Linked DNA regions of Mus musculus: all the other regions are linked to region 1. A link is a contact called in public HiChIP or PLAC-seq and Micro-C data. All regions are on one chromosome and are shown on one strand. Each heading gives the region's core, a stretch centred on a gene start, on an enhancer-like site or on the middle of the called end of the contact. The rest is flanking DNA. Distances are from core to core; before and after follow the strand shown.

The links. Hi-C and Micro-C count contacts between places; a contact is called where the count stands out from the background. HiChIP or PLAC-seq counts read pairs in DNA pulled down with a chosen protein or histone mark.
Region 2: a contact with region 1 is called in an H3K27ac HiChIP or PLAC-seq map of embryonic stem cells, with 2.4 times the contacts expected there. The contact joins the promoter of 1700096K18Rik here to the promoter of Wdr86 in region 1. A contact is called at or near these places in 1 of 39 promoter capture datasets (pre-B cells) and 1 of 115 datasets of contacts at active chromatin or transcription factors (embryonic stem cells).
Region 3: a Micro-C map of embryonic stem cells shows a contact between it and region 1, with 6 times the contacts expected there. The contact joins the promoter of Kmt2c here to the promoter of Wdr86 in region 1. A contact is called at or near these places in 2 of 484 Hi-C or Micro-C datasets (both in embryonic stem cells).

Annotation. Positions count from the first base shown.
Region 1 is chr5:24,728,711-24,732,459 of GRCm38.p6, forward strand. Wdr86 (WD repeat domain 86) reads right to left here and starts at 1,970. Exons shown (of 6, transcript NM_001081441.1): 1 at 1,471-1,970. The coding sequence starts at 1,633. Gm42231 (a long non-coding RNA gene) reads left to right here and starts at 2,280. Exons shown (of 2, transcript XR_880885.3): 1 at 2,280-2,356. RefSeq lists an enhancer at 1,844-3,133.
Region 2 is chr5:25,528,322-25,532,070 of GRCm38.p6, forward strand. It overlaps 1700096K18Rik (RIKEN cDNA 1700096K18 gene), which reads left to right and starts at 1,697. Exons shown (of 1, transcript NR_027388.1): 1 at 1,697-3,145.
Region 3 is chr5:25,496,726-25,500,474 of GRCm38.p6, forward strand. Kmt2c (lysine (K)-specific methyltransferase 2C) reads right to left here and starts at 2,058. Exons shown (of 59, transcript NM_001081383.2): 1 at 1,665-2,058. The coding sequence starts at 1,825. 4831440E17Rik (RIKEN cDNA 4831440E17 gene) reads left to right here and starts at 3,072. Exons shown (of 1, transcript NR_030700.1): 1 at 3,072-3,749.

The DNA of each region.
Region 1 (3,749 bases), core at 720-3,219:
ATAAGCAAGCCAGTAAGCAGCACCCTTCGTGGCCTCTGCATCAGCTCCTGCCTCCAGGTTCCTGCTCTGTTTGAGTTCCAGTCCTGACTACCTTTAGTGATAAAAGTTTCCTCCCAAGCTTGCATTTGGCTGTGGATGCTTAATTGTAGCATCGGTAACCCTGGCTAAGACAGTGAGTTTGAGACCTGAGGGTGATAGGAACTCTGTCTTAAGAAACCAAAATCAAGCCGGGCGGTGGCGGCGCACACCTGTAATCCCAGCACTTGGGAGGCAGAGGCAGGTGGATTTCTGAGTTCGAGGCCAGCCTGGTCTACAAAGTGAGTTCGAGGCCAGCCTGGTCTACAAAGTGAGTTCCAGGTCAGCCAGGACTACACAGAGAAACCCTGTCTCGAAAAACCAAAAAAAAAAAAAAAAAAAGAAAAAGAAAAAGAAACCAAAATCAAACAAACGGCCAATTCTAAGGTTCTCCTTGGGAGAATCCTTAGAGCTAGCCCTAAGAACCCGAACTCCTGAAAACCCCAGACAGTCTTTCCTTGGGAAGCAACATATTTTACTTAAGCTAACAGCTCTCCTCCTGTGTGAGGCCTGTCAGTGAACACTGGTTGTGTGTGGAGGTTAGAATATGGACCACTTTGTAGCCAATTCCCCATCTTCACACCAGCTCCCAAATACCTGTCAATTCAATGTTCCTCCCTTTGGAGCCATGAACTACCTTATACTGTTTTCACTTCAAACTGATAGCGTAGGAATGAAGCAGTTTTGAAGGTAACTGTTTCACTGGAAGGGCTTGGGCCAGGCCACCCAGCATTTGCTGATCAGGGAGGAAAAGCTGAAGATAAGGAGCGGTACCTGTGCAAAAACCTTGGCATGCCTCCTCTAGTCCGCATGTGCGACTGCAAAGGCCAGCAGCCGGCCAGGGGCACCCCATAATGCAGGGTGGGAGCACCCAAGACAAGGCTGGCCAGAGTGAACAGAATATGAATCAACAGGTGGATACGAAAGACACATTATGCATTTCCGTGCATGATAGTTCTCGTTTCATTTCAAATATGCAAGATAGACTTCCCTATTCCCCAGAAGTTTGAACCAATCCTCTTTCTTCTGGCCATACTTGAAATGAGGCCAACAAGGAGCTTGGGGGTGGGGAGGAGTGGGGGTTCAAGTCTCAAGGGTGCCCTTCAGCCCTGGGCAAGTCCCTAACATGGTAACACCGGTTCCGTGTAAGGATTTCATGGGACTGGTTGACAAAAGGATCTTTCATTGGGGTGCGCGCTTTGGTGCGACCCACACACTCGGGCTCCTCACGGCTTCCCGCCAAGAGCTCAAGGGCTGGGGGAGCTCCTGGATGAGCAGGAGCTAGAGCCCTACTCTTCCAGAAGGGGGCTGCGGGGCCCGGAAGAGTGAGGTCTGGGTGCGGTGCAGGTGAGCGTGAAGAGGCGGGAAAGGTCGCGAGCACGCGCGCCCATCTACCTTGAAGGAGCGCGCAGCACTGGCCGTCCACGGTGCTCCAGAGGCGGGCTGTGCCGTCCTCGCTGCCCGTCAGCAGGCGCTGCCCGTCGGGGCTCAGGCTCAGCCAGTTGATGCCCCCGCGGTGGTCCGCACAGACCCTCAGAGCCGACCCGCTGCTCCCCATCGCTGGCCTGGGGTAAAGAGGCGCTGAGCCCGGCTAGAGAGCGGCGCTCCAGCGTCCGCTCGTGGTCCTGGCCGGGCTCGGCCAGGCAATGGCCATCGTGGGGGGTGGGAGAGCGCCTCGTTCCTGCAAAGGCTCGAGGTGCGGCGGGGAACAAGGATTATGACTCTCCACCGGTGTCCTCCGCTCTCTCAGCTCCGATGCAAGGACCCAGGTGAGACCTCCCCTACTCAGAACCTTCTCGGGGCTCAGGAGGGGTGGGCGCTTCTGCGCAGAGGAGCCCACCAGGTCTGAAGCCGGTAGAAGAACCCGAGAAGCGGAGCGCGGAACAATACAATCCAGCCTGGCTCCTCCTCAGAGACCACCCCCCAACCTGTCCCCTCCCACTTTTCGGGCCGCGCGCCAACCCCCACCCCAAGACTCCCTGGTCGTCCTCCGGGAACAGAACTTAGAAGCTATCCGGGTCCCTCGTTGGGGACCGTTTCCACGTGCTTCATGTACGACCCTTCCAACTGCCTAGGCTGGATTCTGTTCCCTGTCACTCTCGCTGACCTTGTCCCCAGAGCCCAAGGCAAGAAGGAGGTGGACCGAAGAGTCTGGAGTCTTAGGAGACCCCCGATGAAGGGCAGAAGCTGCGGAACCCCGAGTACGCCCTTTCTGGGAAATAACAAGCACACCCCAAATTCTACTTGGGCCAGGCTGGATCCTGGCCGTTGGGGGTTGGAGGTAAGACCAGAGGTCAGGTTCGCCCTTCCACCCATCACCACCCCACCCCCAGCTGGGCGCGCGCCTTTGAGGTCCCACTGAGCTCTGCAGGAATCCTATACCCAGCCCGCAGCCCTCCCGGAGCTCAGTCGGCTGGTTCCTATTAGAGCAGTTCCGGGTGCTGACTTTGCTGGGGGCGGGGAGGGTGACCCCCAACTCTGATCCTCCAGGTCCTAAAGATCGCAGAGTTTCTCGAACCCTCCAGGGCTCTTTTTGGAGTCCAGAAAGAAAGGCTGGAAAGAGATGGTTTAGAGGAGGCGGCCCTCGGGGTGATGTGATGACCTGCCTTAATCACTCTGGATGACCCCATTCAATTCCAAGAAAACCCCAGAATGGGTCCCGCGGCACAGCCGGCTTCATTCCCCGAGTGGCAGTGGCGCAACCAAATACATGGGCTTTTTTCTTTCTCCAAACTCTCAATCAGCTTAGGAGACACTGAGGAGCCAGCTGAGGGTGTTAAGGAGTGTTTTGATGGGATCTGGAATGTGGAGCTGGTGAGTACAGGAAGGGTAGAGGACTCAGGAGCCAGAGTGCCCACTAAGGGCCCATCCTGAGTTCATCTGGTACGCTGACCTTTAGAAGGCATTTGCATCATCCCGGTGCGAAGACTGGTGGGTAGCTGGCTGCACAGGAGAGCTCAGCGGGAGTAGGAGTGTGTGAGCAGTGGGCACCCTAGAGCAAGCGTCCTGCATGCTGAGGTGTGGGATAAGGAAACTGAGACTGCTCACCTAGAGAGGAGCCAGAGGATGCAGGGACCTGCATTCTCAGGAGGAAGACTTGTAAAAGATTTTAGGGAACAGCCAGGACTAGGTGGCATGAACACATTCACAGCCTCGAAGAGCTTGGCCAGCAGTGGGTCAGGTAGGGCAGCTACATTTCCAAGGGGTCACGTGGTATGTGTTATGAATATAATGCAGCGGCAGGAGTAGGGGGTCCCTGGCAGTCTCATACCAAAGTGTACCCCTGAGAAAACACACTACGAGACAGACATGGTATAAGAGAGGTTTATTTAGGAGGAGGCGAGGGGAGCTAGGACCTGGAGGAGGGGTAGAGGCAGACAGAGCCACAAGGCAGAGAAGTGGAGACAAAGGACAGAAAGAGAGGCCAGCAGGGAACACATGGGAAGAGAGAAAGAGCGGGGTGAGGGAGTAGAGGTAAGAGTCTCTTACAAGCTGCCAGGCCACCCGCTGATGATGACTTGACTGTTGCTAGGTCCCTGGCAGAAGTCTAGTGTAATTGTTTGTAAACCAATAGTATGAGCACAATGGGACATCTACACTTGTGGTTTGCCCTCTACTCCCCAGAAAACCACCTGTGCGTCCTCAGCCCCTTAGCCACCAATCCCAGAGCCCAC
Region 2 (3,749 bases), core at 447-2,946, 800 kb after region 1:
GCTAGGCCAGTTTCAAATTTCAACTAAATTTCTCTTGGAGACTACATTGCACTGTGCAGTTTTATCAGTTTATTTCTTCTCTCTCCCCTCCCCCTCCCCCCCACCCCTTGGTTTCTCAGTGTAGCCCTGGCTGTCCTGGAACTCACTCTTGTAGACCAGGCTGGCCTCAAACTAAGAAATGCGCCTGCCTCTGCCTCTCATGAGCTGAGATTAAAGGCATGAGCCACCACTGCCCAGCTTATTTCTATTCTCTAAAACGATTTAAAAAAGCTAGCTCAATTATAGAAAGTACACATGTAAATTTTAAATGTCAATATTGCATAAACAATGGAAATTTGACTGCTACTCAGGAAAGGCAGCCTATTATTTTTGGAGTAACAAATTTGGTCACTTTAGGAACTAAGTCCTGGGACTGCAAAGATGACTCAGGTTCACAGCTCTGGCTCTTCCAGAGGACTTTAGTTCAATTCCGAGCACCCACAAGGTAGCTTGCGACTGTAACTCCGACTGGAATCTAACATCCTTACACAGACATACAGGCAGGCAAAACACCAATGCACATAAAATGAAAATTAATTAAAAAAATTCAATCCCAGGGTGGAGAGATGAAACCTTCTGCAGAGGAGCCCCCAAGTTAGGTGGCCCACAACCAGCGGCTCCAGGAACCCAGCGGCCGCCCTCTCTGGCTTCTGCAGTCAAACCCCGTACCAAGGAACTAGCGAGTTCCAAACCAGTCAGAGATACAAAGGGAGAGGTGAGATCCTGTTTGAAGAAACCTCCAAACCTAAGACACACCCAAAGAAAAGCACTACCCCCACCACCATCAACAACAAAATGTTTGAATGATCTGGGCCGTCCAGTTCCTTTCTGGAACCAAAACCAGCTAATATTGATATTGACGTTTATCACTTAACCCCTCTCCCTGATTTCGAAATGAAGTCTGTTCCACTCAGCCGAATTTAAGGAGAGGTGTGAGGGAATGAAGGCGGTGTGCGTGGGGGCTGGGGAAGAAGGAGTTGAAAGGGGCGGGGTGCGGCGGGGTACAGAGGCAAATGTAGATCGCTGCTACATTGAGTTTGGGACCGGGACCAGGTATCGAGGCCCGGGCTCCCAGACCCAAAGAAAGCAGGAAGAAACGCAGCAAAGAGGGAGGGAAGCCGACAGAAACCGGAATGCCCACGGGAACAAACTCAACAGTGACCAGCTGGAATCCACCGCGGACCATAGGAGGCAAGGCGCCTGGCGCGAGGGGCCAATAGGAGGACGAGCCGAAAGAGGGGCGCTGCAAGGCCAACCCGAGGACCAGCAAGACTGGGGGCGGGGCCTCTGGGACGAAGCCAATGACTGGGAGAGCGGCCTGGGACGCGTGGCCAATGGCAGGGCGAGCTGGGTTGGGGCGTGGCCCCTGGTTTGAAGCCAATGGCAGGGAGTACAGCTTGGGCGAGGCCAGTGGGAGCTCGAGGGTGGGGGAGGAGCCAGACCCGGAAGACAGTGGGGGCGGGGAGCCGCGATGACAACCTGTCAAGTCCACTTCGGGACGAACTAGGTCACGCGCTTCTTGTAGCTCCGGCGCCCCCGCCCCGCGAGGCCCTGCGGGTGGCCCCGGGGCCGGGCCGCACCGCTTCCTCTTCCTGCCCGCGGGGGTGGGGGCGGGGCGGACACCTGCCGTTCGCCGGCCCGCTCCAGCCTTCGGGCTGCCGAAGGTCTCCTAGCCTTCGGGCCAGTGCCCGCCGATCCTCCGGGAGCCAGGTCCGCGATCTCCGGCGCCCGCCGTGGGCTCGGGAAAGCGCACAGCGCACTACTTGTCGCGGAGGGATCCGGCCCCTGAGTTACCTGTTCTCCACTCGGAGCTGACCTCGGTCCAAGGGCCCGCAAGTCCGCCTCACCGAGAAGTAATACAGGTTCGGATCCGCGCCGCCGACCTCACAATGGCGCGGGCGTCCAGCCACTGTCACGCAGCATCCCGTGCGATTATTCGCCCAGAGCCTCACTGCTTAGGGGACCACGGCGGGGCCCTTCTCCCTCTCGCTCATTCAGAAGATGAGAACGTCCCCGCACGACACAACGACGCTGTTTTAACAATACCCAACTAACTCTGCTCTTCCAAACTGCACACACTTAAAGGTGACATGGCCACAGACGCTGGGTTGCAATACTACGCTGGAATTCTGCACTAATTATTTAAAAGCTTTCTTACAGTACTACAGCGAAACGACCGGTTACAAACCTTTCATTTTCGTTCGAACACCGTACTCTAACCAATGGATATTTTGTGAATACTTCTATTCAGTATCTCTAGATTTTTAAAAAAAAAAACCCAAATGTAAAGAAAGACATTACCAAATGAGTGGTTCATCAGTGAAATAATTTGTTTTGCCTTTACATTTTAGCCTTTTTGGAAGGCACATTATTTGCAGTATACACAGATATAAATTTTGTACATTTAAAATAGCCTGTATAGCCTTTTTGTCGTTCTTTCTTGAAGCCCCTCCCACTCTGAAGATTCTTTCGCTTCTATTAATTTTAAGTCTGGTTAAAAAAATAGTGCTTGAGGCCATCCTGGTCTACAGAGTGAGTTCCAGGACAGCCATGGTTAAAAGAGAAACCCTGTCTCAAAAAAACCAAAACAAACAAAAAAAAAATAGTGCTTAAATTAAACATAAAAACAATTAGCATTTACATTTGAATAATGCTTCTTCATGTTTATTACCATGTACATTACTAGGAACTGGAAGTCCAATCTTGTAAAAAATTAAAATTCAAGACAGGCCTTTATAGTGAGGTTATTGTCTTTTCATTATAACTCATTTTTTACAGCCAGCTAATTTTCCAGAGGGAATTACTGTTCCTATCTTTAGTCAATTTGGTTAAGAATTCTTTGCCTTTAAATATATAAAAATGTTTGTGTATGATTTTATTTTTCTGTGAGAGCATTAAGGTTAGAGGACAACTTGTGGGCATGCTATTCTTTTACCTAGGAATGGAACGCATTTCCACCCTGTGACAGGGTCTCATGTATCCTTAGATAGCCTGGAACTCACCTGTATAGATCACATTGACTGAAATTTCAGAGATTCCTCTGCCCCTCTATTCCTGGGATTAAAGGTGTACAACACTGCCACCAGCATTAAAAATTGTCTTTATACGTCTCTGGTTTTTTTTTTTTTTTTTTTTTTTTTTTTGGTTTTTCGAGACAGGGTTTCTCTGTATAGCCCTAGCTGTCCTGGAACTCACTTTGTAGACCAGGCTGGCCTCGAACTCAGAAATCCACCTGCCTCTGCCTCCCAAGTGCTGGGATTAAAGGCGTGCGCCACCACGCCCAGCACGTCTCTGTTTTTACATTACCTATATGTAACTGTCCACTGAGGCCAGAAGAAAGTCGTGGATCCCTGGAGCTTGGGTTAATTCCAAAAGGTTGTACGCCAGCTTTTGGTACTGGGAAGTGATCTTGGGTCCTTGGAAGAAGCAGCAAGCACTCTTAACCCAGGAGACAGCCTCCTGGCCACACCTCCCTTTTGTTTTTAATTTCCAAGATTTTGAAGTCTTTTCCCATTGAAGGCTGTTTAATTCTTCCATCTCCTTGGGAATAGAACCCAGAACTTGCCCATGCGCAGTGCGCTGGTCATTCTTTACTGTCAGTTAATATTAAGCAGACTATACAACTACAAAGGTTTTCTTCCTTCAACAAAAAAAAAATACACCTTGATATTAGCAATAAGCAAAGTCAACAGTGTCAAAAACATGAGTAT
Region 3 (3,749 bases), core at 808-3,307, 770 kb after region 1:
TAAGATTTTTTAATGTGTTTTGTTTTTTCAAGACAGGGAATTGTCTGTGTTGCCTTGTCTGTGTTGCCTTGTCTGTCCTGGAACTCCCTCTGTAGACCAATTGGCCTTGAACTCCACCTGCCTCTGCCTCCTGAGTGCTAGGCTTAAAAAGATCTTACAGGCCTGTGCCATCATGAACCCTCTTATGAGATGCAGATGTTTTTCAAACAGTGAAATGGGAATGAATCGAAGTAAACTTCTAATATGGCTTAATCCCATGTTGCTTTTTAAAACAGTATTTATGTCAAACTGACCAAGTCCAAAGTTACTCAAAACTCCACAAAACGTCTCCAAATTCCAGTCAAGGCAGGCATAATGTTATCTTATGCAGACCATCACCTTACAAAGTAACAGACAAAATAAACTCGCAACTTTGTATCACAAAGAAGCTAATGTAATAATGTATACATCCTCTATAAAGTGTTTCTCTCAAGATTTTTCACAGCTAGGTAAGAGCTGGCAGGTGATAAAATATACAGGCGACTAAAGGCCCTGGAACATTTAGTAGTAAAAAGATAGCAAACCCTCTCCACCACCCACCCCAAATACACTGTGTCAAGAGCTTAGTGGGTTCCGAGAGGCCAGGGTGCTTGCTTGCTATGGCTCAGTTAACACTATTTTTGCTGCAACCACCAGACACAACAAATGAATGCACGTAAACCAAACAAACAGCCTATCCATAAATGTGCTGACTTCTTCCTGCAAGTCCCAGCGCACCCTTCCACCGCCAACAGTTCAATGAGAATATCATACAATGAAATGAGTAAGCAACACACGCCATTCTGCAACTTTGAAAGACGGTCACCAATCTTCCGCAGCACCCCGAAGAGCCACTATTGCTGATCAACTAACTCATTGGCACTAAAACGGTTTCCTTAATTTTCAAGCCAAGTTGCCGAATAACCACTTTTTAAGACAACACTTCTTGCCCAGTTCATCCACCCGGCACAGTCCTCACGGACGCTCAAAAACAATCGAAAGCCATTGCCTGCCCAGCTGGAGTTGAAGTTACTCGTCCAGCGACGTTTAAAGCTGTCTCCCCTAAACAAAGTGCTCTGGGCCGTCAGCGCCGCGGAACCCGGCCGCGTTCCCGAAACTCCGACTCGCCCGCTTACACCTGGGCCCGTGCGATCCCGAGCGCCGGCTGCGGAGCCGGGCGGTGCGGTTCGGGGCGGTGGGGGATGGGGAGGACAGGCTCGAATGGCTTCCTAATGTATCATTAAGAAGCAAAAGCACCGGTCTGGGAGCAAGAAAAGTTAAAGGAGCCGCGAGCTGACAAAGAGCGCCGGCCGCCGCACCCGGACCACCCGGCCGCGGCGTTTGACAGCTCCGTCCCTGGCGCCCACAGCTTTGTGGCTCCGAGAGGCCGGGCCGGCAGCAAGCTGGGCGTGCTCGGCGGGGCGTGTGCGGACGCCGGGCTAGGCCCTGGGGAAGCCGCCGGGCGGTTCTCCCAGAAGCGAGGCCGAACTCCAAAGTAAAGTGCGCGGCGCGGCCGGCGGGACCTGCGCGGGCGCCGCCGAACCGGGCCGCGCCTGGGCCGCCCCGCCCCCACCGGGCCGGGGGCCTGACAGCTCCGGGCCGCGCCGCCGCTGGCCGCCCGCCTGGCTCCCTCGCGCTCAACTTACTTCTTTCTGGCTCTCTGGAAAGGGGAAGCGCCATCTTTGCGAGGCCGGCCCCGAGGTCTTTTGTCTGCGGCTGCGGGGCTCGGGGCCGGGGCTCCGGGCTCCTCGGGGGGTGCTGGCGGCGGCTGCTGCTGCTCCGCGCTCCGGTCCTCCTCCGACGACATCCTAGTCACCAGGAAAGACACATGGATCCCCGTCCTCCTCCTGGGGGGCTCCTCCCGCCGCAGCGGCCGCAGCCGCCGCCGCTGCTGCTGCTCGAGTTGCTCCTCCCCGGCTCAGCCTCTCGCATTTCCCGCAGCCCCGGGAGCAGCAGCAGCAGCAGCAGGTACCGGGAGAGGCGGCAACATGGAGCTAGCAGGACACGCACTCACACACATCGGCGCGGGCGCGCGCACTCGGCGCGCAGGGGCCGGCGGGGGGCGGCGGGCAAGCGGGCGGGGCGGGCGGGGCCGGCCGCGCGGGGCGGGGCGCCGCGGCCAAGGCTGGGGCCGGCGGGGCCGGGCCGGAGGGCGGCGCCGAGCGGGGCGGGGCGGGGCGCGACGCGAGGGGCGCGGGCCGGGGGCGGCCGCAGGGGTCTCCGCCCGGCCCCTCCCCCAGGCCGCCCGCGGCGGGAGGAGAAAGGGCCGCGGAGGGGGGCGGCGGGCCGGGCCGGGCCGGGGCGGGGCCAGCCACCCCTCCCCCGCGCCGTCAGCCCGTCAGGCCCACGCCGCGGCGAAGTTTTGACAGCTGCTCCAGTTGTTGTGGTGGGTTCCGGGGTGGTGCGAGCGCCGGCCCCTCGGTCGCGCGCTGGCGATCGCTCCCTCACACACTGCTCGCTCACGGCGTTCCCTGTGGCTAGCTCCCTCACGCTCGGTTCAACGCACGGCTAGCTCTCGCTCTTCCCTATCGTTTGCCCGCTCTCCGGCCGGCGCTTTGCTGCCTCACGCTCAGGATCGCTCCCTCACGCTAGCTTTCGGCCCCATCAAGCTTGGCTCCCTCACGCTGGGATCCCTCTCGCTCGCTCGCGAACGCTCCCCCACGCCCGCTCTCTCTCTGGGGGCAGCAAAGGAGGAAGTTTTGCGGCTGTGCGTTCACCACACAAACAACACACGCACACGGCAGTGGCCGTCGCGCGAGGCCTGCACCCGGGTCCCCCGGGGCGACCCGCACCACAGACCTCTCAAACTCGCCGCCGGCTCGCCCACACACAGGCGCCTCCCGCCCCCGCCCCCAGCGCGCTGCTGCCACTCACGGGGCTGAGTCCGCGCATGCGCCCCGCGCTACCCGGCCGCCGCCGCTGACCTCACCGCCCCTCCCCCGCCCGCTCTGACGCGGCGGTGGCTGCAACTCGGGCTCTGGCGGGCGCTAAGCTGCGGACCGGGCATCCGGGATCAGGGTCCAGCCCGGCCGGAGGAGGGGGGAGGGATCGATGTAAACACTCCGGAGCGTGCACCCGCGTGCGGTGCGCGCACGTGCGTCCGCGACCCCCTGCGGGCGTGGGCCGCTCCAGGCCTGGCGGAGTCCCACGTAGGCTTCCCTAGTGCGGCGCAACCGTGGCAGGACAACGTTAGATCCTAACTCCAGCTGTAGTTTCTCCGTCCGACGTCATGTTTTAAACACCGTGAGACCGGAGGCTGCCGTACAAAAAACCAAGCGGACAGGTTGAGTGGGAAAAAAATGTCTCTACACCGAGAGAAATGCATCAGCGTGAACGTTGTGTGTGCTCAAGATTTAAAAATGGAAATACTGCTAAGCTGTTTCCCATTAAAAAAAAAAAAACGATTCGTTAAAAATGGGGCCAGAATTGCCCAGGACGCCGCGTTTCGTTTGCACTATGGATTGCCTTGTAGGAGTGAGAAATAGTAGAGATGGGAAAACGGATCTGTGGAGCGGCGTGGAAGGCTTAGAGTAGCCTGTCAGGCGCTGAGCTGCTCGGAGCCTGGAATCCGAGCGCACTTTGCGATCAGTTCTTTCCATTCTCAACAGTTTCAATGCTGGGCAAAAAGAATACACTTGTTTCTAGAGGTCCTGTTCACCTTCCTGCCACCCAATAGCCAGGCTATTAACATTGAACTGGGCTTCGCATCTGGATCAAACTTTGATCGTCTA